2 separate regions of the Mus musculus genome follow, and region 1 is linked to region 2. Evidence: chromatin contacts called from public Hi-C data. All regions are on one chromosome and are shown on one strand. Each heading gives the region's core, a stretch centred on a gene start, on an enhancer-like site or on the middle of the called end of the contact. The rest is flanking DNA. Distances are from core to core; before and after follow the strand shown. Region 1 overlaps Dennd1a (DENN/MADD domain containing 1A). Region 2 overlaps Dennd1a (DENN/MADD domain containing 1A).

Region 1 (7,123 bases), core at 494-2,993, 56 kb before region 2:
ATTAGGTGGGTAGGTGTGTTGGCAGTGGTGTTTTGAGACAGTGCCTCACTGTGTAGCTTAGTTTTGTTTTGTTTTGTTTTGTTTTGTTTTTTCTCAAGTTTGCGATCCTTGTGCCTCGGCTTCCTGAGTACTAGGGTTGCAAGTGTGTACTACCACGCCTGGCTGTGGGAATGTGCTGGTGCTGCTTTTTTTTTTTTTTTAATGTCACTTTCAAATTACGTTATTGTTTTCCTTTTGACCCTTTTTAGTAGTTTTAAAAGTAGACTATGTGCTAGAAAGTGTAACTGATCCCAAGCCCTGGGATATTTGCTGCAGGCTTTTAGAGAAAAAGTGGTATGTTCTTAAACAGATCTTTATGTTGTAAGTTATCCAAGAAATGAAGCCCATGACAATGAGCTTTAGAATAGCTTCAGTACTTAGGGCTTCTCTTTGAAATAGTGACCTAAGCTGCTGACTCCTGAGAATACATGATGATGAGTGAAAGATTTGATTGAAAGCTGCCTTGTGTGAGTTGACATTGTAAGGGAAAAGGACTTACAAACATTATGGGTCACAGAAAAAAATCTAGAAAATGTTCTAGAAAAGCCTTTGCTGGTCGCAAGCAGCCACAGGTAATTGCTAGTTTGTGTGTGTTGAAACTAAAGTAAATTAAACATATATATGAGGTTGAATTATTTTCTTATATTTTGCTAGCCTTTTGAAGAGATTAAAAAAGTGTAAAATATTGAATGCTAGATTTTAGGAAACCTCTTACATAGTTTTCTTATTTTGCTAGTGTTTCATATCACCTGCCTTCTGTCTCAGTAACAGAATGCCATCAGTGTGTTCTGACTGTAAGTTTCCTCAGTCCTAACTCCTCCTCCTGTCCTCCTTTCATTATAAGATTGGAGAAATATTAGTTGTGAAATAGAGATGGCTGTGCAGTGGAACCCTGTTTAATCATTCCTAAATAATACTCTTTCCAAAGCAGGTCTAATATTTACACTTTGATTCCTGTTTTCTGCTTGCAGTGTTTGTTGATGGTATCTTTCTAACATTCCCTGGCACTGGATAAATAAAGACTGCTATTTCCTTTTCAACATTTTCAGCTATTATCCTCATGTAAGAGCTAATAAGTGGAGGTTAGGTGAATACTAAACCATGATCCTGTCTATCAGAATAAGCTAGGAGCCTTGATTAACATGCCTTGTTAACTGATAGGTTCAGTTCCATACTGGTAGTGCTAGAATAATTTGTATAAACCAAGCAGTACAGATTCCTTATTTTAGCACTAAGACTTACAAAGGCTTCTTTTAGCAGCCTTTAATTTTGTACTTATGTATGTGACATAGCCTGTGGCTGTGATAGCTACTGTGAATCTGCAGTTGTTTGGGGATGAAAGGAGGAGGCAGCTGGAAACTCGGTAGCTACATCTAGCTGTCTACCTAGAGAAGGCCTTGATTTCAAGTTTATCCAAACAAGCTCGACTAATCCCAACTATCTAGGGGGATCCACTGTCAAAACAAGCAGCGTGGCCCTGAGGCAAACACAGCCATACAGAAATGAAGGCTGGGGCTTCCAATACTCTGATGACTGCATACTGGAGGCTTTTTTCCCCCCTGAAAGAGGGTAAGAGAGGTAGAATTTGCATAATGCCTTTTCATTGGAAACTTTTGGAAAGCTGACAGACCCCCAGCTTATAGATCTGTAGCCACAATACAGAGTCTATAGGAGAATCCTTGAATGACCTAACCATATTGAAAGGAAATATAAAAGCGTCCAAGTATAGCCAAGTGAGAGAGGAAAAGAGGCCGATGCATTGTCTAACATCTGCTGCACTTCTCGTTAGTTTTGTTCTTTGCTATTCTATGTGGACTTTGGAGAAGCCTAAGACAGCCTAACATGAATCCTATAATCTTCCTTCTGAATATTTATGTAGCGTGCCAGCTTCTAAGCTGTCCTTTGCGTTTTTCTACTTCCCCCTCATTTTCATGCTCTCAAATGAGGCCAACATTTCAAAAGCTAAATAAATGTTTGTGAATGTTTATAAAAGATTTGCATAAATTTGTCCTTGTCTGACAAAGATCACTTTTTTCTTATGCCAGTTCTGAAAAAAAAAAAAATTTTTTTTTAAAGGTTTTGGTGCTTGTCTTGACAACAAAGTCCCACATCCCAGAACAATGATTGCTGATTAAGTGGGTATGCAATTGTGGCTGAATAGGCTTTCAAGATACTGGGTTAAAAGACCCATCATCTGAAGGCTGAATTATAGAATTTAGAAAATGTTATCAGAGGTACACATTTAAATAGATTTTTATGGTACCATATCATTAGATAAGACAAAGAGTTCTTATGAGTTAAAAGAAAAGTATAACCGCCTATGGTTTAAGAAATTGTCCTGTATAAATTTTAATAATTAGAATGTTTCATTAACTTGGAATATCACCTCTCTTATGTTTGAACATGTTTAAAAATAATCTTTAGACCTTGAAGCATTTTTTTTTTTGGAGGCTGTAAATCTCCCAGCGGTATATGTGAATATGGGTACTGGGGTGGTGATCAGAGGGAGTTTAGTAGGCAGTCTTTTATGACATCTGAATGTTCAATCATACCTTGAGAAAATACAAACTCTATGAAATATGTGTCAGCGTTTAATTATAGGACATCCACACACACAGCACCCAGACACTTGTGCCACCAGTGTGTTTTCTGAACTCATTTATCTTTTAAAATTAGAATAGGTTTTGAGGGGTGGCAGGGGAAGTTGTGGGGAGAGGCGCTAATTTAGTTCCAAGGTATTGGAAGATTGGCAGCAGAGAGAGGTAACAGGCAGCTCTGTTCATCTCTTGGTTGTATTGGTGTAGAGGTTTAAGTTGTCATTAAGGCACAAACTAGAGCCACTTCTCTGACACAGTTTTTATCACATCTGCTAGGCTTGTGTCCCAAGAGGAGACGTGGGGAGCAGTGAATTCAGCATGGGCCCATTATCGACTGCTTTTTCGTGTGTTGTAAAAGGAGTGAGACCTCAGGGAGGCTTGGAGCCTCCTCCCGTGTAATGTCCAAGTCAGATTTGAAGGACTGGTGGCAGGAAAGCTTTGGCCTTGGGGTGTGAATTCTAAGAAATAGAGGCACAATTAAGTTTAAAAAATTCAAGGACTTTGAGCTTGATAATGAAAGATTTTTTTTTCTAGACTAATGTGAGCAGAAAAGATGCCCATCTGTGCACATTTTTGTGTGCATTTAAAATATTTAAAAGCTGACAGCTTTTAATATGCTTACAAAATAGTATTTTATCAGTGCTCTTTTTCCTTCATTTCTCTCTCTCTCTCTCTCTCTCTCTCTCTCTCTCTCTCTCTCTCTCTCTCTCTCTCTCTCTCTCTCTCTCTTTCTCTCTCTCTCTCTTTCTTCCTTTCTCTAAATAGTATTTTCCTGAGGGCAAATAACTTCTTGGGGGAAATTGTGTTTGTAGTTTTACTGCATCTACCCTGTTGCTTTGGTATTTGCTGACTTGAGACCTTTTCCCTTTCCTTTTAGAATTGTTGGTAACACACTTGCTCAGATAACAGGAATATAAATGATTAAGGAAACGATCAAGCTAAAACAGTTTAGAAGGGTAAAGTGAAGTCTATTTCTGTACCACTGATGTCACAAAATGTGAATTGTATGAAATGGTAACCAAATCATTTGTTTACTTTGGAACTGTTTGACACCAGCCCTAAAAATTGTATTGGCATTTGGCACAGGCCTCTCTGGTTTTTAACTCTTTGCTGTGGAGTTTAAAGTTGGTTAGATAAACTTTTGAAATCGAGGATGCTCTTTAACACTGTGACCACAGAATAACTGTCTGCAGGGGTTAGTTGGATGAAAGGAAAGATGTTAAACTAAATTTGTTTTTTTAAAAAACATGGATTTTTTTTTTTTACTTTGAACTTGAGGTCATACACTATTGTGCAAACGTGGATCTTTAAAAGTCTTTGATAGTGTATGTAAAAAGTTAACATATGTTTAGAATATTAGGAAGGTCATTCTCTGGTAGAGTACTCACTTGAAATGCCAAGGCTATGGGCTTGGTCCCAGCATGAATTTAAAAAAAAGATTATATGAAAGAAATTGCATGATACACTTATAGGTTATGATGAATTTACTTGATTCTAATGTTATCTTTACATTACCACATTGATTCTAATGTTAGGTATAATTCAAAATTACATGTATTGCTAAAAACTAAAATTTATAAAAAGTAAGCTGGGAGTAAATATTGAATATTCCTAAAAGAGAACATTAGCACAGCGCATTTGAGCAGTGTTGCTAAAAACTGACCTGGCTTTCATGTTCATGTTGAAAGACCATTCTGTGAAACCCCTTATTCAAAGCCTCTTTTTCTCACTGGGAGATGAAAAATAAGAGATTTTAACCATGGTATGGATCTTGAATTTAATTTGATGCTTCTATTGAAAAATAAAATTTTATTTACTGATTTTACAGTTAGGAAACTTGTGATTAACATCCTTGAACTTTATGCTAATTAAGCTTCCAGGAGCCTCTGCTTTACTGTTCTTAATCATAAACACTAAAAACCTTTGTTAGCTTTTCCTTGGAGTCCCTGGCCTTAGCTTGAAATGGCCTAAAGTACAAATCCTGTTAGCTTTTTGTATGTTTGGATCATGTGTGCTCTGTAACTTTCAGCTTGGGTTTTTCCCGTGCCGTCAGTGATGCTGCTCTTGCTTGGAGGAGTGGGAAGGTCGGCTTTTCCTCACGCGTCTAAAAACCAATCTGAACACAGTATGCTAGGAATTTGAGCTTCTCTTTTCCTCATGTACCTATGATTTTGAAATTAACAAACAAATTAAATATAAAGCTGAGGAAATGTTCTCCCACTGGCTGCCTTCCTTTTTATCCTCTCTCCCCCAAGGTAAATGGTCAGCTGCTCTGTAAGCTTTTAGGATGCCCTGAAAGGCTAATTGTAGTTTTATATATTTTAAAATACATTTATTTATTCACAATACTTCTTAGATGTTTTCTTGCACATCTTTCCCCCTCCCTTCTTTTAATTATGGGGGCTATGCCTCATTTCAGTGTACTTTACTGACAGACACTGTAAGGTCAGCTGGCACATTTGTCCTTCAGAGGGTAGTTACTTGTGGGGTATGTATGTCTGTGTCTGACTGCTGTTTTCATCTGCGAAATAGAAGTTATTTTTGTTTATAGGTTTCATTGAAGATGAAAACAAAGTATTTGGCTTAGGAAAGGATGTCTGTTACAGGATTACCCATATCCCTTCAAAGCCTACATTTAGAGAGACACGGTGAAACTTCATGATTAACAGTCTCAGATAAATTCATTGAGTTTGGTCTTCAAAGCTTTACTCCCACATAGGACTCTATAATAGATATTATAAATATAAAACTTTACTTAGTTCTTCAGAGAATGTCTCAGTGTTGGAACATACCCCTCTTTCTCTACAGTGAGGAAAATTCTCTTGATGGGCTTTCTGACCTAAGGTGAGATTTTCCATTAGGTAAGATGAACCCAGAGTGGACCAAGATTAGCCCTGAGTTCATTTCTGATTTCCGTTGCCTTGGCTGTGTTGACTTGGTCTCCTGGTGGACAGAGCTTTGTGGAGGTTGCTTTCCTGCTCCCATACAGCTGGCTGCTTAATATATGCATAACTGAAAGGGTTGTGTGACTGCTCCCCTCCCCGCTCCTGCTTCTTCTCACATGAAAACTCATATATTTCTTTAGAAAGAAAAGCATTTTGAAAATTGCCTATTTCATAAATTGTCTGGTGACACAAAGAGGTTGACTGCTATTTTCTTGTCTCATTTATTTTGAAAACTTTGCTACCAAACTCACCTTAATCAATGAGCTCAGTGTTGTCTCCAATAAGTTATGTGTTGGATCTATTGATTGGGAGGGATTTTAGAAAACCCATCTGGGGTTTATAATGTCAGCAGTGTTTTGATTATGAAAAGAGTTGGAACCTGGGGACATGGAACCAGGTGGCGAATGTCCTAAAGCCAGTGGTGACACGGTGTACTGGTTCCCTCCTGGGATCTAGTTCATGCCCTGCACTTTAGCTGTGGTGACTAGCTACTATAGATTCTTATTTATTTATTTATTTATTTATTTATTTATTTATTTATTTATGCTCATTAAAATGTTAAAAATCAAACTGTATATTAAAAAGATTTATGAAAATATAAACTTGGGAATTGATCTAGAGAACCTGCACACAGTCCTCCCCACCCCCGCCTTTGCAATGAGGTCGTTTACATTTCATCCACTGCCCTGCATTTCTGAGATCCCCTTTATGTTACAGGAGTGGAGGCTGAGCTGAGGCTGGCTGGCTGAAAAAGCTTGTGAGGGGGAGAAAAACAGCAAAATTGACATCTACAAACCAAGTTCCCTAGCCAAACATAGTTGTTGAGAGAAAGGGGGGTTGGTAACTGGTCGATGATTATTTCCTCAGTAAAATTAGTGTTGAAAGATTCTGGTTTACTCTGCAATAACTAGAAGGCTCAAAAAATATTCAAATCAGGGTTTTATTCCCCCCTCCTTTGGAGAGTGGTCTTTCCATATCTGAATAATTGTGTTTTTCTTTGGACAAAGAGGATAAGGTAACTGAATATTTATATATAATGCAAGCATCAGAATGCAGAAAATTGGTTTATTTTGGCAGCTTTTATTTACAAAGAACATTGGTTGTTTTCCTTTCTTGTCTTTCTCTCCCCAAACTCAGAAGTAGATATTTAGTTCTGATTGAAATCATGTGATTATGCCTATTACCAGATAGATGCTCATTTTGCCCCTCTGACAGCACACTACCATCTTGTTTGACTTAAATTGAAATATCAAGCTCTTGTGGCATCACAAACATGAAGAAACATACGGTAATATGCAAACACGAAGCCTGCATTTTCCCTACATACCCTCTTTCCTCTTACCCTACTACTTTGTTGTATAGAAAGGAGAGTTTGTGGGAGGTGGGTTATACTCAGCCTATACTGGTCATTTCCATATTTGTTCTAATATTATTTGTCAGTTAAGTTCATGTTTGGTTATTACTTTTGACATAAGAAAGTGGCAAGTAGTTTCTATATTGTAGTGAGTAATAAGTTGGGCATATTCGATTTCTTTGACTCTG
Region 2 (6,236 bases), core at 2,200-4,699:
TTACAGCATGCTGCATTTAATTTTGTTCTGTTAAATCCTTTTCTAAACCCAGTTTAAAAAATGCAACATTACCTCTGTTACATAGAAGTCAGGGGAGATACACATCTGTGTATATACATATCTAGTGTATGGTGCAAGTAGGTATCATCATGGATGCAGTACTAGTTAATAGTTATGATTTTCTTACCTTGTATCAGCCTCCATTCTTAATTTTAAAACTCTAAAAATATTTACTGAGTGTGTATACATGGGGGAGGGGCATGGGTATACAACACTGTACGTGTAGAAGCCTGTACAATTTAAAGGAGTTGGTTCTCACCTTTTATCATGTGGAATCCAAGGATGGAACTCAAATTAGTAGCTTAGCAGTAACCTCTTTTGCCCATTGATCCATCTTGCCAGGCTTCAGGAGCCATTCTAAATGCTCCAAATACACTTAGCTTTTTTAAGCTCACCACAAGTCTGTGACGTCGGGACAGTTATATCTCTAGCTTGTAAATGGATGAACATAAGCACAGAGGGATTAATTTACAAAAGAATGAAACTAGAATAAGGATGCTAATGGTCTGGCCCACAGTGTTTGGGTTTCTGATTATATTTAACACTTCATGATTATATTGTTTAAAAGTTGAGGCCATGTCTGTCTGATGGTTTCCATTTTCTTAATGAGTAAGTGTTAGAATACTGAGTTGGAAAGAAAGTGTATGGAGACCAGAAGTTTGAATAGACAGAAGATTTAAAATACTTATGGAGAGTAGCAAAAAAGAAGGGCTGGGTGGCATTGAAACCTTAGTTGATATGGTAAACAGTAGTCGAGGAATTTTTAGAAATATATCTCTGTGGAGTTTCCCCCCAGCCGTGTGCAACAGTCTAAAGGCAGGCACAGAGAAGGTGAATAGTTAGAGCTTTTTACAGTCAGCCATGCTCATGCATGAAAGGAAGAGAAACCTGGGCCTTTAGTCTTGGTGTGAGTCATAGGACTAGCTGGGAAGCAGGAGTGAATCAAGGGCTAAGGACAGGTGGAGTAGGAGTAGGAGTTATAAGATGAACCACACATTTGGCTCAGAGTTCAAGAGTCTTAAGCAGTGGTTTCAGAGGCAAAGCAGACTTGGTAATGGCGGTCAAGTGTAGACTAAAGGATGAGGTGGAAGAGATACAGTAAACAGGTAGGTTGCTGACATACATGAAAGGCCAGGTGTTAGTCTTTGCCCCTCTTCAGTATGCATGAAGTATTTCTGCTTTGCACCACATAGTATTTCCTAGTAGTAGTGGAGTTGGAAGACATTGCTGAGTTTGTATGTGAAAATGTATATATATTTAATTTTAATTGGCAGAATGATATGTATTTGTGATATAATGTGTAATATTCTGATAAATTATAAATTATGTTATAAAATTGTCAAGTAATTTGACTTGTGAATATTAATACATATTTGTCGATTCCTTGTGTGTAAACATTCTCAAATTCATACTCAGAGGGAGAGAGAGTTTCTTCCAAGATATTTTAGTTTGATTTATATGTAGTACAGGTTGCCCTCACCACTACATACAAATGACTAGAACTTGTTAAAAACTCAAACCAAGTTAGTATGATGCTGAAGTTTTTTTCAGTGAGCCTTCATTAGCTGACTCAAGAGTACAGCTGCGCTTGGATTTTCTTTTCTTGGCTGGAAAGTGACTAGAAAAGATTCCCTAGAGATAGTTTTGTTGAACTCAACCTCACATTTTGGCATGCAGGCTCTGACAGTGATTTCCCAATTAATTGATTGCTTCCTAAAGCTGAACAGAAAGCTTTTAAAATTCTTATTATATAGTGCCTTGTTAGATATCTGGTTGATGGTATAAAAGTACAGACTGGGATAAACAAAAATCTCTCATACCAAAATACCCTGTTTTTTTTTTTTAAAGAATTGTTTCTTTTATGTATATGCATACAGCTCTCTTCAGACACACCAGAAAGGATATCAGACCCCATTACAGATGGTTGTGAGCCACCATGTGGTTTCTGGGACTTGAACTCAGGACCTCTGGAAGAGCAGTCAGTGCCAGTGTTCTTAACCACTGAGCCATCTCCCCAGCCCCCCGCCCCCAAAACCCTGTTGCTGTCTTTTCCTACTTTTGTATATTGTGATATGTGCTTTTTAAACTTGGAACTGGAGACATGACTCAGTGGCTAAGAGCACTTGGTGCTCTTGCTGGGGACCTGGGTTTGGTTCCCAGCACCAACACAGTGGCTCACAATTGTCAATAACTCAAGCTCCACAGAAATTAACACGTTCTTCTGGCCACTGTGGGTCCAGGTATGCATGTGGTAGTATGTAGACATACATGAAAGCAAATTACTCATCCACATGAATAAAATAAGTGAAGAGAAATAACAAATGGCAGAGCCTGCGTATCACTGACATCGTTGAATGACGATGTTGGCAGTGCTTTGGCAGCCTTGGTGTACTGAGATTTGTGTGGCGGGATGAAAAGAGAATTAACTAGGAAGTCAGAAAGTTCATATTCTGATATTAGACCCACCAAACAGTTGCTAAAATTTTCTAAACCTTTCTAAGTGTCAGTTTTGTTTTTTTTTTAATCAATAGTGGCAATCCTTAATTTATATCCTGACTAGTTTAGGCAAATGTCTGGCACAAGTGATTACTGAAAAAAAAAGGTAAATTTTGTCTTTTTAATACCTCCACCGTATCCACCCCCCGTTGTTCCAGTACATTTTTAGATCATTTGCTCTGAGGGAAGTATTCGTTTTCCATGTTTCCTAGAAACTCTAAGTGTCAGTTCACCATACATTTTCCAATTTTCATGAGTGTGCATAGCTTTTGGGAGATAACACTTCAGGTCATAGAGTTGTATTTGCCAGAATTGAGGTTATGACTAGGTGTTGTTGAGGAGCAGGTATGCATATATCTTATGCATGAATTTACACATAAGATTTAAAACGTTTTAATTCTAGACAAAGGTATTTGCAGAAATTAAACAGGGACATGGGGAAGTGGAGATGGGAATGTGTGAAGAGTACGAGTAGGAGCCTTTGGCTCTCTGAGGTCAATTTCAGAATATAATGAAGCTGACTCAATGGCAGCTATGTGCAGAGACTCAAGGAATTTAAGGCTAGGAATTTGTGATGAAAATGGATCCCAGTGAGAGTTAGTCCTTGATCTTTATGAGAATCACACCTGAAGGGCATGAGAGTGGAACACATACCTTCTTCTTGGAGACTGGGACATTGGTGCTCAGACAGGGCAAGAGGAAAGTTGGAAAGAGAAGTCCTGTAAGCTGAGTTGGCTTCACGTAGAGGAGCTACTGAGCTGGCAGGAGACCTGTGTGCTCAGTTAAGCTTCTTCCTTCAAAGGGTTGCAGAAAGGCTAGCATTGCCACTCTCAGACACAGAACAGTTTGACCCCTTAGTCCTGCTGGGCTGTGGCATGGCAGCTTTTTCTATGTTGACCAGCTGGCTAAAGGTCAGTGCCACAGAACAGTAGGCAGCTTACTGACAGCCAACAGGGGCTGAGACTGGGCTAGTTGTCCTGGCACTTTAAGTTAATTTCAAGTTATATGTTTATTCCAGGGTCATTTATTTTCTGTGACATACTTGAAAGCAAACTGCCTGAGCCAGTGGCATCATGAAAAAACTTAGATGGTCATTTATTAACAATCCAGTTATTGAGTTAAAAGCCAGAACCTAGTTAAAAGTACAGCCCCATGGCCATTGAAAGTTCTTAAAGAGAAGACAACTGAAGGCGTCAGGAATTTTACTTCCCTCTGGTTTAAATTTCTTGTTCTAAATTATATAATAAGTATTTGTTCCTTACTCACCCAACTTCCTCTTGCCCAACTGAAAAGGTGCTACAAAGGAACAGAAGAAAGTCACGGATAACCCTACCATCTGGATGCAACTATGAGGCAGATCCTTGTTTTTTCACATGCTCACATTTTATACATGGTTGTTTAAAATTTATTTTTCAAGTCATGAATGTGTTTAGGCTCTGAAATAAGTACACAGCATACCAAAATATGAGAAACATTATTCATATTTTTCCTACACCAGAATTTAGATTTTAAGCACATCAACATTTTTTGTAAATAACTATAATAATATACATATTTAATTAAACAAATAATGGTAAATGCAAGTCTCCTTTAACCACTCCTTATCTCCAATCCTCCATCCATAAGACAACTGCATGATCTGAGTGTGGCTGGCGCATGTATGGGTATGTACACATGCTTGTACATGTGTGCAAATAGATATGGAGCCAAAGGCATGACATCGTGTATTTTCTTAGATTGGTCTGTTCCTTCTTTTTGAGACAGGGTCTTTCAGTGAACCCAGAACCAATCATTTCAGCTAGATTCCTTAAGCCAGTGGGCTCCAGGGATCTACTTGTCTTTGTGTATACAACTTCCCCAGTGCTGGGATTCACGTTGTACCTGTTTGTTTGTTTGTTTGTTTGTTTTTTTAACAGATTCTGGGAATCCAAACCCTTGTCTTCTTGGTTTTAAGGCAGGCATTCACTCACCAAATAATCTCTCCAGCCCCAGAAAAGAACTTTCATAAGTAAATAATTATAACATGTATTGCTTGATGCATATGTGAGAATCTAACTTATTTGTAAAGAAAGTTATAAAATGAATACTCAAAATCTGTTTATTTCTCAGCCTTTCTCGTCCATTTAATGGCAACACCATTAATGGTGTTAAAACCTTAAAGCTGCCCTAGACTTCTCTACTCTGCTCACACACTCTGGTTCCCACTCCACAGCCTCACTGTATACTTTCTACCTCCAGCATTAAGCTACTGATCCAAAACAACACCATTTGCTTTCTTTGTTGTTTTTTGCTTCTTTGTTTATTTGATACAGGGTTTCTCTGTGTATCCCTCGCTGTCCAGACACAGAGATCTGCCTATCTCTGCCTACTGAGTGCTAGTATTAAAGGTTTGTGGCACCACTGCCTGGCAATACCATTTCCTTATGGTGAGGTAGTGTTGTTAGTATTCCTATTCTAGTTTTAACCACTGTCCTGGTGGGCTTTAACTGTTAGCTTGACACATTATCTAGAGAGAGAATCTCAACTGAAGAATTCCCTAGATCATGGGGATTGTCTTGGTTATTAATTGATATATGAGGGCCCAGCCCACTGTAGGTGTCAACATTCCCTTGGCAAGTGGTCCCAAACTGTATAAGAAAGCTAGCTGAGTATAAGTCTGCCTGCTAACCAACAAATAGCATCTTCTATGATTCCTGTCCATTGCTGCTTTGGCTATGAAGTAAGTTCCATGGTCAGAAATAATGCTATGTAGAATAGCAAGCAGGCCTGCCTTTAAGTTCCTGCCTCATTGATGGACTGTGACCTGGAATTTAAGCCACATAAATCTTTGACTCCCCTAAGTTGCTTTTAATTAGAGTGTTTTATCACACCAACTGGAAGGAAATGAGAACAACCTCCTAGATGCATTTTCTTTCATTGGTGTTCTTCATCTGTAGCACAGAAAGGGCTTTTTATGATCTTTCTCCATTCTCCCAAGTAGGTTACATAAGCCAGTGTCATTTCAGCTCTGTAGGAGAGTAGCTGAGGCATCAGGCTTAGTTCTTCCCTTCTCTTACCTAACTATATTCTTTAATAGTATTCATTACTTGTAATTTATTCTTTGAAAATTCCATACGTGTATACAGTACGTTCCTTTTTTGTTTTGTTTTGCTTTGTTTTGTTTTGTTTTTCGAGACAGGGTTTCTCTGTATAGCCCTGGCTGTCCTGGATCTCACTCTGTAGACCTGGCTGGCCTCGAACTCAGAAATCCACCTGCCTCTGCCTCCTTAGCGCTGGGATTAAAGGCGTGCACCACCACACCTGGCTGGGCTTTCATTTCTTAAAGACTGTTTGAATTATGAGAATGGCATGGGATGGATCCCTGGGTGGGGTAGTCTCTGGATGGTCTTAGCTCCCAACTTTGTAACTCCTTCCATGGGTATTTTGTTCCCTATTCTAAGGAGGAATGAAGTATCCACATGTTGGTCTTCCTTCTTCTTGATTTTCTTATGTTTTGCAAATTGTATCTTAGGTATTCTAAGTTTCTCAGCTAATAACCAATTATCAGTGAGTGCATATCATGGGATTTCTTTTGTGATTGGGTTGCCTCACTCATGATGATATCCTCCAGATACATCCATTTGCCCAAGAATTTCATAAATTCATTGGGTTTTTGTTGTTGTTGTTGTTTTGTTTGTTTT

The links. Hi-C and Micro-C count contacts between places; a contact is called where the count stands out from the background.
Region 1: a Hi-C map of liver shows a contact between it and region 2, with 1.9 times the contacts expected there. The contact joins two enhancer-like sites. A contact is called at or near these places in 2 of 39 promoter capture datasets (both in liver), 1 of 15 datasets of contacts at CTCF or cohesin (CD8 T cells), 3 of 484 Hi-C or Micro-C datasets (all in liver), 2 of 115 datasets of contacts at active chromatin or transcription factors (embryonic forebrain and embryonic stem cells) and 1 of 9 other capture datasets (embryonic trunk).

The regions. Positions count from the first base shown.
Region 1 is chr2:38,138,906-38,146,028 of GRCm38.p6, reverse strand. All of the region lies in intron 3 of Dennd1a (DENN/MADD domain containing 1A), which reads left to right. Among named protein-coding and RNA genes, the nearest start is that of Dennd1a, 140 kb to the left of the region's middle. Within about 2 kb of position 1,743, at least 39 of the 459 cell types and tissues checked have an H3K27ac peak or open chromatin away from gene starts, as enhancers often do. A contact at or near this core is called in liver, where this site is marked.
Region 2 is chr2:38,085,789-38,092,024 of GRCm38.p6, reverse strand. All of the region lies in intron 5 of Dennd1a (DENN/MADD domain containing 1A), which reads left to right. Among named protein-coding and RNA genes, the nearest start is that of Dennd1a, 200 kb to the left of the region's middle. Within about 2 kb of position 3,449, at least 3 of the 459 cell types and tissues checked have an H3K27ac peak or open chromatin away from gene starts, as enhancers often do. A contact at or near this core is called in liver, where this site is marked.